2 separate regions of the Gossypium raimondii genome follow, and region 2 is linked to region 1. Evidence: chromatin contacts called from public Hi-C data. All regions are on one chromosome and are shown on one strand. The core of a region is the stretch at or near the end of the contact, and the rest is flanking DNA. Distances in the headings are between cores, read along the strand shown. Region 1 holds the start of LOC105794770 (probable beta-D-xylosidase 2). Region 2 holds the start of LOC105794727.

What was found. Hi-C and Micro-C count contacts between places; a contact is called where the count stands out from the background.
Region 2: a contact with region 1 is called in a Hi-C map of leaf, with 2.4 times the contacts expected there. The contact joins the promoter of LOC105794727 here to the promoter of LOC105794770 in region 1. A contact is called at or near these places in 2 of 2 Hi-C or Micro-C datasets (both in leaf).

What each region holds. Positions count from the first base shown.
Region 1 is chr7:33,872,373-33,877,966 of ASM2569854v1, reverse strand. LOC105794770 (probable beta-D-xylosidase 2) reads right to left here and starts at 1,793. Exons shown (of 5, transcript XM_012624082.2): 1 at 1,285-1,793; 2 at 371-649. The coding sequence starts at 1,764.
Region 2 is chr7:34,066,593-34,073,072 of ASM2569854v1, reverse strand. It overlaps LOC105794727, which reads left to right and starts at 4,465. Exons shown (of 1, transcript XM_012624030.2): 1 at 4,465-5,299. The coding sequence starts at 4,501. The coding sequence ends at 5,088.

The DNA.
Region 1 (5,594 bases), core at 544-3,043:
GCTTTTCTTTGTTTAATTGTTCGGGTTATTATGTTAAAAAAATAAGAACAAAAAGCAAAGTGTTTGCGGATAAGAAAGCTCTAAGCTAAAGACAAACAAGTAAAGAATCTGCAGCCTTTTGCGGCACATTTTACATTATTTTATCCAAATATCATCTTAATTCAAACACCGAAGGACTGCAATGGTACAATATTAATGTTATAAGGACTTAAAATATTTTAGTGTTTTTAACAATGAACCTCGAATCTGGGGTATAATTAAGGATGTTTGATGGAATTAAGCCGGTTTCATATTTGCAGCAATAAAATTCCCAAGTTGGATCACCCACCTATATCCAAAACTGGAGCTACACGACACAAAATTAACTAACCTTGGCATTAAAGTGGAACCTATCCACTCCATTCCAGTTATCGAGGTCATAGGCCGTAAAGTGCTTGCAACAAGCCGCCACCTTTAACCGGTCACCATTATTTCCCTGTAAGCCCTTCACATAGCTGGCTGCATATGTACCAGCCAGCACCGGGTCTTCACCTGGAGTCTCCTGACCACGACCCCACCTTGGGTCCCTGAATATGTTTACATTTGGGCTCCAGTATGTTAGCCCAGCCGCTCCCCCATTGTACATCGCCCTTGCCTCATCTGACACAACCTGCGACATCGGTTCCCAAACTTCTTTTATTAAAAGTAAAAAATCTTAAAGAATACAACTTGCTTGAATGACAATGATTCTACGACAGCAAGTTGATTATATATTCTTTTTCATGCCTAATCTTGATATTCTCAAATTGATAACATAGAAACACTTCCCTACAATCACAATTGACAAATCTAATAATTTAATATCAAAACTAAAGCCATATATTTTAATAGCGCTACCCTAAAATTATTAAAAATTTGTAGGCATTGGCACACACATACAAGTTGCACACCATACATTCAAGGACCAACCAATGAAATTGTAAAGTTAAAAGGTCAAGTGAATTTAGCTTAAAATTTTTATAATGTATCAAATATAAATTTTTAATGGTATGTGTGGAAGGCTGATATGGTTTTGTATAGAAAGTTAAGATATGAGTGGAAACAGAAAATTATTGCATCCACTTCACACTTGACAGGAACAAAATTGTAAGTTAAATCTTTACGTAAAATAACAGAAAGAAAATATATCATGATAAAAAAAGCTGCGATTCTTAACATTATACCAATTTCTTTATGTTATTATAATAATAAACATTTACTTCAGTTTTAAGTTGGTGATAGGAAAAGAAAAAAGAAAAATGTTACCCGTCCGATGGCTTCCCATAATGTGGCATTGAAAGAAGCAGCGGTCGTGATTACTTGAGGGAAGCTGGTAGCCCCAGGGAAGGCTCCACCGAACTTGGTTCCAGGTCCCACATTGGAGACGCCATGAAGAGCTTCGGACCACCATTCGTACCCTTTGATCCCCAGCCGCGGAACTGCTGCGGCATTGTTCACCAGCAGCCTAACCTTCTCTTGCATTGTCAACCTTCCGAGAAGGTCCGTCACCCTGTTCGGTATCGGCATCGAGACCTTGCAAAACGGCAAGCTCGACGTCTTGGCATCTTTGGAGTCACAAGCGAATGGATCGCGGGCTTGGGCGAACGCACCCAAGAGGAGAAGGAAGAGAATGATGGTTTGAGGTAGTGAGGCCATGGTGGTGGTGGCAATTCCCGTTTTCATTTGAGAAACGGACCAATGTGGATATTTGTAATGGTACTGAAAAAGAAGAAGAATGTATGGCATTTATATAGGTGAAGTTTGTGCCAAGAATGGAAATGGTGATGCACTGAAACTAACTTTGATCATTACATGTCCACATTAATTGTTTGTTAACTGCTTAAAGTAAAGCATATTTTCTTCTCTAGCAGATTTTTATTATAAAAATAAAAAAAAGAGGTGTGGTGGGAGATTAAAGTGGTTGATCATAGGTTAAATAATTTAATTGTGAGTTGAATATTGATTTGGTGAAATGTTTGAAAGAGGGTGGGTTTCCAACGAGTTAGGTCCCATATGAGGGAATTATAAGTGTAATCAGGTGAGGTAGATCATCTGATTGACTTATAATGCCCTTCACATATACTAGTAGAACAAGATTTCTAATGTAGAAAACAAAAATATCATGTCATCACCAAGCTGGAAACCATGTCTATGCGGTGGGTCTTGATATAAAGTCAACATTTTTTTCATTATATTTAATTGATCTCCAAGAGAAAATGTAAGATTTGGCATTTTAGCCTAGTGAGAGAGTTTGTTTGACAGATTAGTTAACAAGTGATAATGTGAGTTGGGATCGAATAGCTTGGCTTTGAAGAGAGGTGAGATGGTGCATTGTTGTTTACCATTGGGAACAAACAACATTACCTCTTTTAAAATAAAAATAAAAATGTTTTTGGAGAAATCCAAACACTCATATGTTACAAGTAACGTTTTTGATATATTAAACTCTGAATATTCAATTTTAATATCTTTTAAAATAGTTCTACCTAACAACATAGTTAAAATTTTAAATTAAATATTTTATAACATATGCCAAATTAAAATAAATGAGAGAATAATTAATTAATTTTTTAAAAATATTTTTTCCCTTCTAATTAATTGTGATACCACTTACTCCTCTTTATTAAAATATAAGAATTTTCATAAATAAGTTAAAAATAAAATTATATAAATTTATTTGATTGAAAAAACATAAACTTAAATAAAGTATAACAATTTAAAGGATATAAACTTTATCTTTGAATTTATTACGAAAATGGTATGTTTTTGTTGAGTGATTTTCAGAGTGTATCCTTTAAAAGGGTTAAATTGTGTATTTATATGATATGGTTACTGTTCATGGACGTGACGTTATAGATGATGATGCAAACCCACATCGTGCGGTCTCATAAAGTATGTGAACACCTGACGTGCGAACCACGTAAAGTACGGGTCAGGACCCAATCGGGTAATCGGGTAAGGGGTTGGTAATAGCAAGTACTGTCGAAACCACTTTTTTGTAATGTTTGAAAATGGGAATCGACTTTTAAAAATGAAAATGGAGTCGCCACCGATCTTTTATTAAGGTGTGGTCGGTTCACCATTAAAAATAAGTTTTAGGTCTGCGAAATTTGAGAAAACAGGTTCGGGAGTCGGTTACGCACGAGGAAGGGTTAGCACCCTCGTAACGCCCAAAATGGTACCGAATCGATTGTTTAATGTCTTAATGTCGAAATTTTGAAAAGATTTTAAAATACGGTCCTTTGAAAAGAAAACTTGAGTAAGATGATTTGGACGATGAGATTCACTTATTTCGAAGAAATAAATCGTCACACTCAGTAAGTTAGAGTGCGACATTTTAAATCCTCAAAATTAAGTTTATCTCTTGACTTTTAAAACCTATGCATTTTGAGAAGGATATCCGATTATTTGGGTTAAATGAGAAAATCAAGACCCAGTAAATTAGGGCTCGGTTTCACAAAATCCCTAAATATCGAATATTGCCTTATTTTTATTTGTTAGAAAAATCCTCATCTCGAGAAAACAATATGCCATATCCAATGCGTTAGGACACAACGTATCGAATTCCCGAGAATGGGCTTTTATTTATGTGTTTTGATTAAAGAAAATTTGATTATTTAGATTCAACGAGAAAAATTAGAACCCAATACGTTAGGGCTCAATTCTCTCGGGGATTCCAAATATCGGGTATTACGTTGTTTTGAAAGCTTTTTGAATAAAAGTGTTTTTTATATTTAAGTCATATAAAACGTAACCTTTTAAGCAAATATAATGCAATAAAATGTTGATATACAATGTGAAATGATAATTCGTAAGCCCAAAATGTACATTAATGAATACAAACAATCAATTGATACAAACAATCAATCTCAGATACATAAGAGCAATGGTTGCATGTAAATATTAACATTTAAAAGCTAATGAATTTAAAATCAATAATAGACATATATTAATTTAAATAAGTAACATATGTATAAAATGAAAAGTTTAATAATAATACAAATAATACTATATAACAATATGAAAATTTAATAATATATAAAGATAATATTTAAATAAAGTATACGAAGTAGGGTATTTAAAAAGAAATAATTTGTATATAAAAAATGGTTTAAAAAAATATAAGCATATGTAAAAACTTGAGGTTAATAATTATAATAATGTGAAACCAATAATATATAAAATAAAATAATTTAACATAAAGTATGTGTATGTATATACATATATATAATACTATTGTACAAGAATATTTTCATGCAAATCCTTTAAAACATAAAAGAGAGATAAAAAAAACATTATAAAACTAAGAATGAATATACACAAACTATATTGAATTTACCTAAAATATGTGACAAGTTTAAATAAATAATAAACCCGTTTAGTTAGTAAAAAAAATAGATTAATTTAGAAATAAAACCAAATCCTAGAGGCGAATTTGAAATAAATAAACAAACGACTGAATTGAACAACGCTAAACATTAAAGGGACCATTGCTGCAATTAAACACGCAAACTCAACATTTAAATCCAAACAACAAAAACGACGTCGCACAACTATGGATCAAATTAAAATCAAAATAAAAAAAGCAATTCAAATTAAAAGGATTGAAGAAAATCCAATCGAAACACCCCAAAACAAGAGGGACTCGTCGTGCAAATAGACCAAACGCCCAAAGTACGTGGATCCTTCCCTCGGGTCGGGTCACCGCACGGGTCATGGTCACTGGACAGCCCAAACGGTGCTGTTTCGAAGCCATGGGAACCAGCCTCGAACGGCATCATTTTATACGCCCACTTAAACGCCTTAAAACCTGAAGCAGAATGCTTCAACCCTAAGTTCGGACCAGAGGGAGGCCGCCCCTACCCTCTCTACTACTAGGATTTCAACCCTAGTTTCGCACCGCCAAAAGCTCCGCCAATATCCGGCCTCACAGCTTTAGCCCGAGCTTCGATTGCAACGAAGCGAGCAAGGTTTCAATCGGCGCTACGCTAAGGTGGGTCATTTCCCTTTTTCTCTCTATTTACAAAAATCAATAGTAATAAACATGCATCGATGGAACAGAGAAGAAAAAAAGCAGAAAAACCTTCAAGAAACTTTGATCTTTTTGTATTGATTCGCTGAATATTTTCTGATTTTTTCGTTCAATATCCCCCATTCCCCCGCGTATAGTGTATTCTTGGCTTTTTATAGCCTGAAAATAAAATGAATTACTAAAAGAAAAAAATGCCTTTCTCTCTTTTTCTTCTCTTCTTTTTACTATTGATTTCTCGTGTGTATTTTCTGCTGTCTCTGCTTTTGTTCGTTTGTTTGTCCTTTGCAGGTACGGCGTGTAGGAGGGCCAACTGGTGTGTACGGAGGCGTGTGGCGTGGCTCGGCTCGGAGGCGTGGCTGCGGCGCTGAAAGTTCTAAAAACCCTTAGGGCTTCTGAAACTGTAAAAAACCTGGGCCGTTTGGCCTTGACGCATTCGGGTTAGGGTCTAGGCAAATTGGGTTCGAATTTTAATGGGCCTAGTGTGTTTGGGTTTAGTGGCTATTTGGGCCTGTTGTAAATTGGACATGTTTATTGGACTTTTAAT
Region 2 (6,480 bases), core at 3,216-5,715, 190 kb before region 1:
TGATGTTTCCAATTTCATTGATATCATTTTGCTCGATGGAAACTAGTAAAACAGAATTGGATACACGGGTAAATTACATCACACCAAATTGCTCATTTGTAACACCCCTCACCCAATCCAATTGTCAGATCCGAGTTACAGGATGCTACAACAACTATTGGAACTAATACAAATGCATACACAATAACAAATAAGAGCATTGGCTACCACAATCAACCTTTAGAGATGAAACCATGACTAATTAAACATTTTAATAAATAATAAAAATAGAATTATTCGAGAAATAAGGACCATTTTGAAAAATTTGGAAATCCAGCGTAAGTATCGATACTAAAGTAAGTATCAGTACCATTTTAGCTTTTTGCCAAATTTTGGTTTAAAATGTTTTATCAATGCCTTTGCAAAGGTATCAATATTTTTATCATGAGTATCGATACTCGTGTTTGGGTATCGATACCAAACTTGGTTACTTTCAATTTTTGAAAGCGTTCCATTTGATAAGATATCGATACTTTGGTCCCGAGTATCGGTACTTTTATCTAGTTTGCTAAAAAATTACAAGTTAAAACATACTTTATGTTTGAAAAAATTTTCCTACTTAACATACTAATAATACTTAACTCAACCAAGCTTATATCGAGTATTTCGAAAACATTCATACATTACATAATTTTTAGATACACATTTATTTGCACTACAAGTGCCACAATAGGGCTCATCGAGCTATCATATATCAAACCACATAAATGTGCATTAAAACCAGTAAATCACATATCACATTAATGTATTATCACATTTTACCTCTTGCACTAGCATCATGTATCACAACACATCCTACTTAATCATGATTTTACAAACAAGGTGAAATTATAGGAAAGACTTACTCTTGGAACTTGGGATAGGGTTTTAAGCTAATCCTAAGCTCTCGATTAACACTACGAATCACGCATATCAGTAGAAACTCTAAAACACTCACTGATCACGCTTCTTATTAGCCGAAAGCTCAAACAAGCTTTTCCTTGCCTTTTGACTTGCTCTTAGTGACTCTCAATTGATTTGAAACTTTGCACACACAACAAACAAATCTTGAACACAACCAAACAGTAAGGAAAACACAAATCAAGCCTCTCCTTTCTCACTACCGAAACCTAGCTAATTTTGCCGAAATTGAAGTTTCGACATTCTAGCCTTGTTTTTAATCCTCAATTTTGATTTCAAACATCCCAAATATCATTTAATTTCATTGCTAAACCATTAATTTTACCTAATCCATGGTTATAAAATTTTCGAAAATTCAAGCTTTTAATAACATATAAAAGAGGAAAAGTGCTTGATTCTTAAAAATTAGATAAGCAGCTATCAAATTGAAGGGGAATACCTTCTACTTAGGTTAGAATGAATCAAAAATCACTTTGAAAACATGAGTTTACTCAAGATTTCGAGATTTGCCATTTTTGAATCCAAGCTTGCTTTAGAGACATTAAATCTAAATAATTCATACAATCGTTTAAGATTCAATTTGAATTAACAACACTCTTTATTTAATCCTAAAAAGTCAAAATATTACCTTAATTTGTTGAAAACGACGATCTACAACTCTAATTCAATATTTGAACACAAGAAGAACAATGACGAAATTGAGGATGAAAACATGATTTTCTTTGAAATTGGGGGTTATTTTGGTGTTTGGGAGGTTAATAAATCTGAAAGGATAAGTCAATTTTAAAAGAAACTTTTTGATTTAGGTTTAGGGAAAGTTTGAATGGGTTTAGGTTTTAAGATGGAAGAAGACTAATTTACCCTTTAAAAGACAAATTTCCATAAAATTGGGTGATTTACCCTTTTGGTCACTCTCTGTTTCTTCCCTTTTTCCAATTAGGTCCTAACTCAATTAAAACCCACTATTGTCAAATTAGACCTTGTAATTAAATTTCTTTTTAAGTCAATTAATAAAATAAAAACCCGTGTCATAACCTGATTCTACTAACCTAATTTTCAGGATGTGACATCGTCCAAGCTAAATTTACTTCATGTTCGGGCTAAACTTATACCAGACACATCAAGTTACTTATCTGAGCTAAACCTGTGTCATATAATACTCGAGGATCCGCAACGAATGTTGGATCTCGTTAAAGTCTATAATAATCTCTGTACAAGAGTGCATAAGACCTATTGGCATGCCAATCATATCCTAACCTTTTACTAAGTTCACATGGGCATCAATTTCACAATTTTCAATACCATCCCTGTAATCACTGACATCTACAAATCACACCTTGTAAAGGATCACATCTTTAATTTCCATATCATGTAATCGTCTATATTTTCACATTTGTACCTTGTATTACTACGTAATAGTCATTCATCACACAATGTTTCAATTCACTCCATTAGTATCCATATATGTCAATTTCACTAGTATTTCAACTATATTCAAACATATACATACATATATATTAAATTAAACACAATATTACATATAACATAAAGTGAGATAGTAAGTTTCATATGGACTTACTTGTTTAAAATGTGAAATGAGTGGATGCTTGAGGGCTAATCCATAATTTTAGTTTTTCCCTATTAGCCCCACATTGATCCAAATCTTGATCTATGTAATTATTTTCTATAACCAATCAATACCAAACATTTTCATACTATGCCATGATATGCATGATGCTATATAAATCTATTTTTGATTCCTCTCATATTTTACATTTTATTCAATTTAATCCCTAAACTCGGATAAACATAACTTTTAATTCCTAGTTTTGGATTAAATTTCAATTTCATATATTTTCATTAGGGACCATATACTTTCTATTTCTAACATAATTTTATGACAATTTTTATTTATTTAGTTTTTATTATATATAGTATATTTTTAGAATGTAACTATAAGAATTGTTTTGGAAGGGAAGAAATGAGGCAGCAAGGCCAGGTGCCAAGTGTGGCTTGCTCAACTGTTTGCAAACCTAATTTAGAGACTTGGAAATCTTGGAGCAATGCCTGCATCCTGCTACATATATGGACTATTCTAGTCCAACTTAGCTCTCCTGAATAACTAGGGTGTTGTTTTTAATTTTTTTTTAAAATTATTATAAATGTAAATATATAAAATTTTAAGGATGAGAATCAAATCTATTTTATGTAAATATTAAAATTTAAATGTATTAACTTTTTAAAAAAATTAACAAAACATGTGTACTTATAAACTAAATTTATTATTATACATATAAAAAATTACTCAAGATTCCATTAAAAGGTTGGAGCACTCAAGCAATTGAAATGGTTAAAATATTGAAATGATTACTAAACTACTATTTGCGTTCTATATTGGTAATTAAAATTTTAATTTTTCAATTTAAGTATTAAAATATCTAAAATTAAAATTTTTGTCACAAAATGATAAATATTGTAAAAAATATTATTAAACTATATCAACACTGCCAAATTTAAAGAAATTAATTTCAAATAATTTATGACTAAATAAAAGATTAAAATTGAATGACTCAATAATTTAATCACCATTAATTATTGGTAATAGTTTAATGAATTAAAATTTGCAATCTGTTTTCTTGAGAAAAGTAAACATTTTATTTCATTAATAAATTTGCAATCATTTGCTTCACTCTTTCCAACCAAAATATTTATTTCGTTATTGACTATAATACCCTTTCACATTAAACTCATATTTATTTCTCATTTTTCTTGTTATTGTAAAATTGAAATACTCCCTATTTTTTATTTATATTTCTTTGAAGAAAGTCAATATTTTGCCTATTCAAATATTTAGGGTTTGAAAAAAATTTAAAAATTCAATTCGTCTATTAAGTTGCAATTTCATTTCTGTATATTAATTAAGATCACTCTTAGCAACAAATTGTACATTAAAAATATGTTCCTACGATGAATTATAGTTGTATTCTTTCTAAATTGTACAAAACCATATGATTTGTAAATCTTCAGATAGTATGGACATTATATCTTTAGAGTTGTGTTTTAATGAATCTAGGTAACATGATCACACGTCTTCCAACAAAATCTTTGAGACAAAAATATTTCGATATTTCACAAATTTACAAATCAACTGTGCAATTGAAACATGCAACGTTATATCAACTTAAAACAACTGCAATTAACACCGTTTCAAATCAATTAAAAGGAGCCGCAATTTTCAGTTTTGTCATTTCCGAAAACATTTTGATCTGAGAGGGTTAGATTTGGAAGAAAAATAGGGGACAGCTAGATTTAGTAATCTTTAATGTGGCGTGAAACCGTGTTTTGCTACGAGGTTCCGCCGCCCATTCTGCACACTTGTCACCAATCACCTTGTTTTCGTCTCCCTCTGCCTTTCCGCGTACCAACCCCCCTAACGTAAATTGCATAACACGACACGTCCACATACTAATTAATCCCAATTATCATCCCCCATCTGCAAGTATAAATCTTATCATCTCTCATCTGCAACCAAATATCTTAGGCTTACTAACAAAGTTTAATATGGCGAAGAGGAAGGGTGATGTAGCTCAAAGAGCATGGAGTCTACTGCGTTTAGCATTATTATGGGCGAGAAAAGGTGGGGTGTTCAGGAGACGGCTGATGATGGAGCTACGATTGGTGCCTAAGTTCCTCAAGGGTCTTGCTCATCATCAAACTCATCGTCATCACCAACTGATGAGCCATTATAAGGAACGCCAGCTTTCATTCGACGAGACGCCCATTTTTCACGTCAAGATGCACCGTCCAGCCTCCATGCGATTCCTTCTTCCTTGCATTAGCACTGAGGAAGTCGATTTTGACTATGATTTCGGTCCCGATGATTACGATGGGGTTTACGGGTATGATGATGGTGGGAGAAAGAGTGACTCAACGGCATCTGATACTGACGAAGAGGATGGAGAAGTGGAAGAGTGTGGATATGAAGGATGTGATGAGAAAGAGAACAGTCCATATTATGCAGTGGAGGAAGAAGGGATTGATTCAAAGGCGGAGAAGTTCATAGCTAGCTTCTATGAGCAAATGAGGTTACAAAGACAGGTTTCATATTTGGAATATGGTGAAAAGCTTAGCACAGGCTCAAAAAGCTAGAATCTCCGCAAATATGTCAACTTCATCATATTGCATATCCTACAATATCTATACTTTTTTCTTCTTTTTAATTTTTTTATTATTTGAGTTACAGAGCGTTTTGTAAGAGATGATCAGACACACACTACAGCTTTTTTTCTTTTTTAACGAGGATTCGTGTGTTTATAGTTTCATCAATAAGATTTAAAGATTTACATTTTGAGTGCAATAAGTTGATGCTTTTGTATTCAATGGCAGACTTGGAGACTAAATTTTGGGTTAGTAAAATTTTCAAAGGAGTTTCATGCATTTTAAAAAAAAATTTGGGGTGTAATTAAAATTTTAAAATATTTTTACTCCCTGCCACCATTTATTACTGCCTTGTTTGTATTAATGCTATTTATAAATTGTCCACTCAATTGTCCTTTATAAATAGGAAAATTATTTTTAAATTTTACAAATAAATTTATTTTAAAAAGAGATATATGTTAATCTTTTAAATCTATTTATATATCGTCAGTGCCTATATATTTATAAGATTATTATCTTATACATGGCCAGTGAAATGAAAAACTCTACAAACAGATAAAATTATTATCCTATAATCTGTGTGAGTATTTGCGTGTAATTACTCAATGAAGTTAAAGGCAAGGCATTACAAAGCCGTAAAGTTGTTGGTATTTTAGGCTAAAATCAATCATTTACTATTTTTAAAATCTGAATTCACCTTTGAATTTTATATTTATTTATTATCTGAGTTTACTATATATTTAAATCTAATTAAAATATTCTTTGAATACATTAAATATTCATATTTAATATTTTAAACTAAAAATTTTTAAAAATAAAAGGGATAATGAATTAGGATATCAAATCTAAATCTATTATTCATAACAATTAAAGTCTATTATCCAAACAACCATTACCCACAAAACTAAAACAAATTGAATAATGAATATTCAAAGATCAATATCTGCATTCAACATTAAATATTCAGTAAAATGTAAGTAAGATACCCAAATTCTAACAGTTACTATAATAAAATGTAATTTCATCATTTGAATAGCCTCTTTATAAATTTTAAAAGGTTAAATCCAATTTTTTTATCATTTTTAGGGGGCTAAAGTACAATTTTATCTTTACTAATTTAAAATTTTAAAAAATTAAAAAGAGTTAATGAAAATATTTCTATTTTAAGAGAGGCTAGAGCACCTGCCAACCTCCCGGCTACCCCCTTGCGAACATGTGTTTCATCCACAATATAACGTGAACCATAAAAAGGTAAGCAGTCAAAAACCATATCTGAAGCCAAATGCAGCAAGAACTCAATTATGGGTAGCTAGACCAAGCATGTGAACTTTATTCAGATTCCTTCATCTTTGGTTATAGAGACGGTGGAGACTATATGAGGAA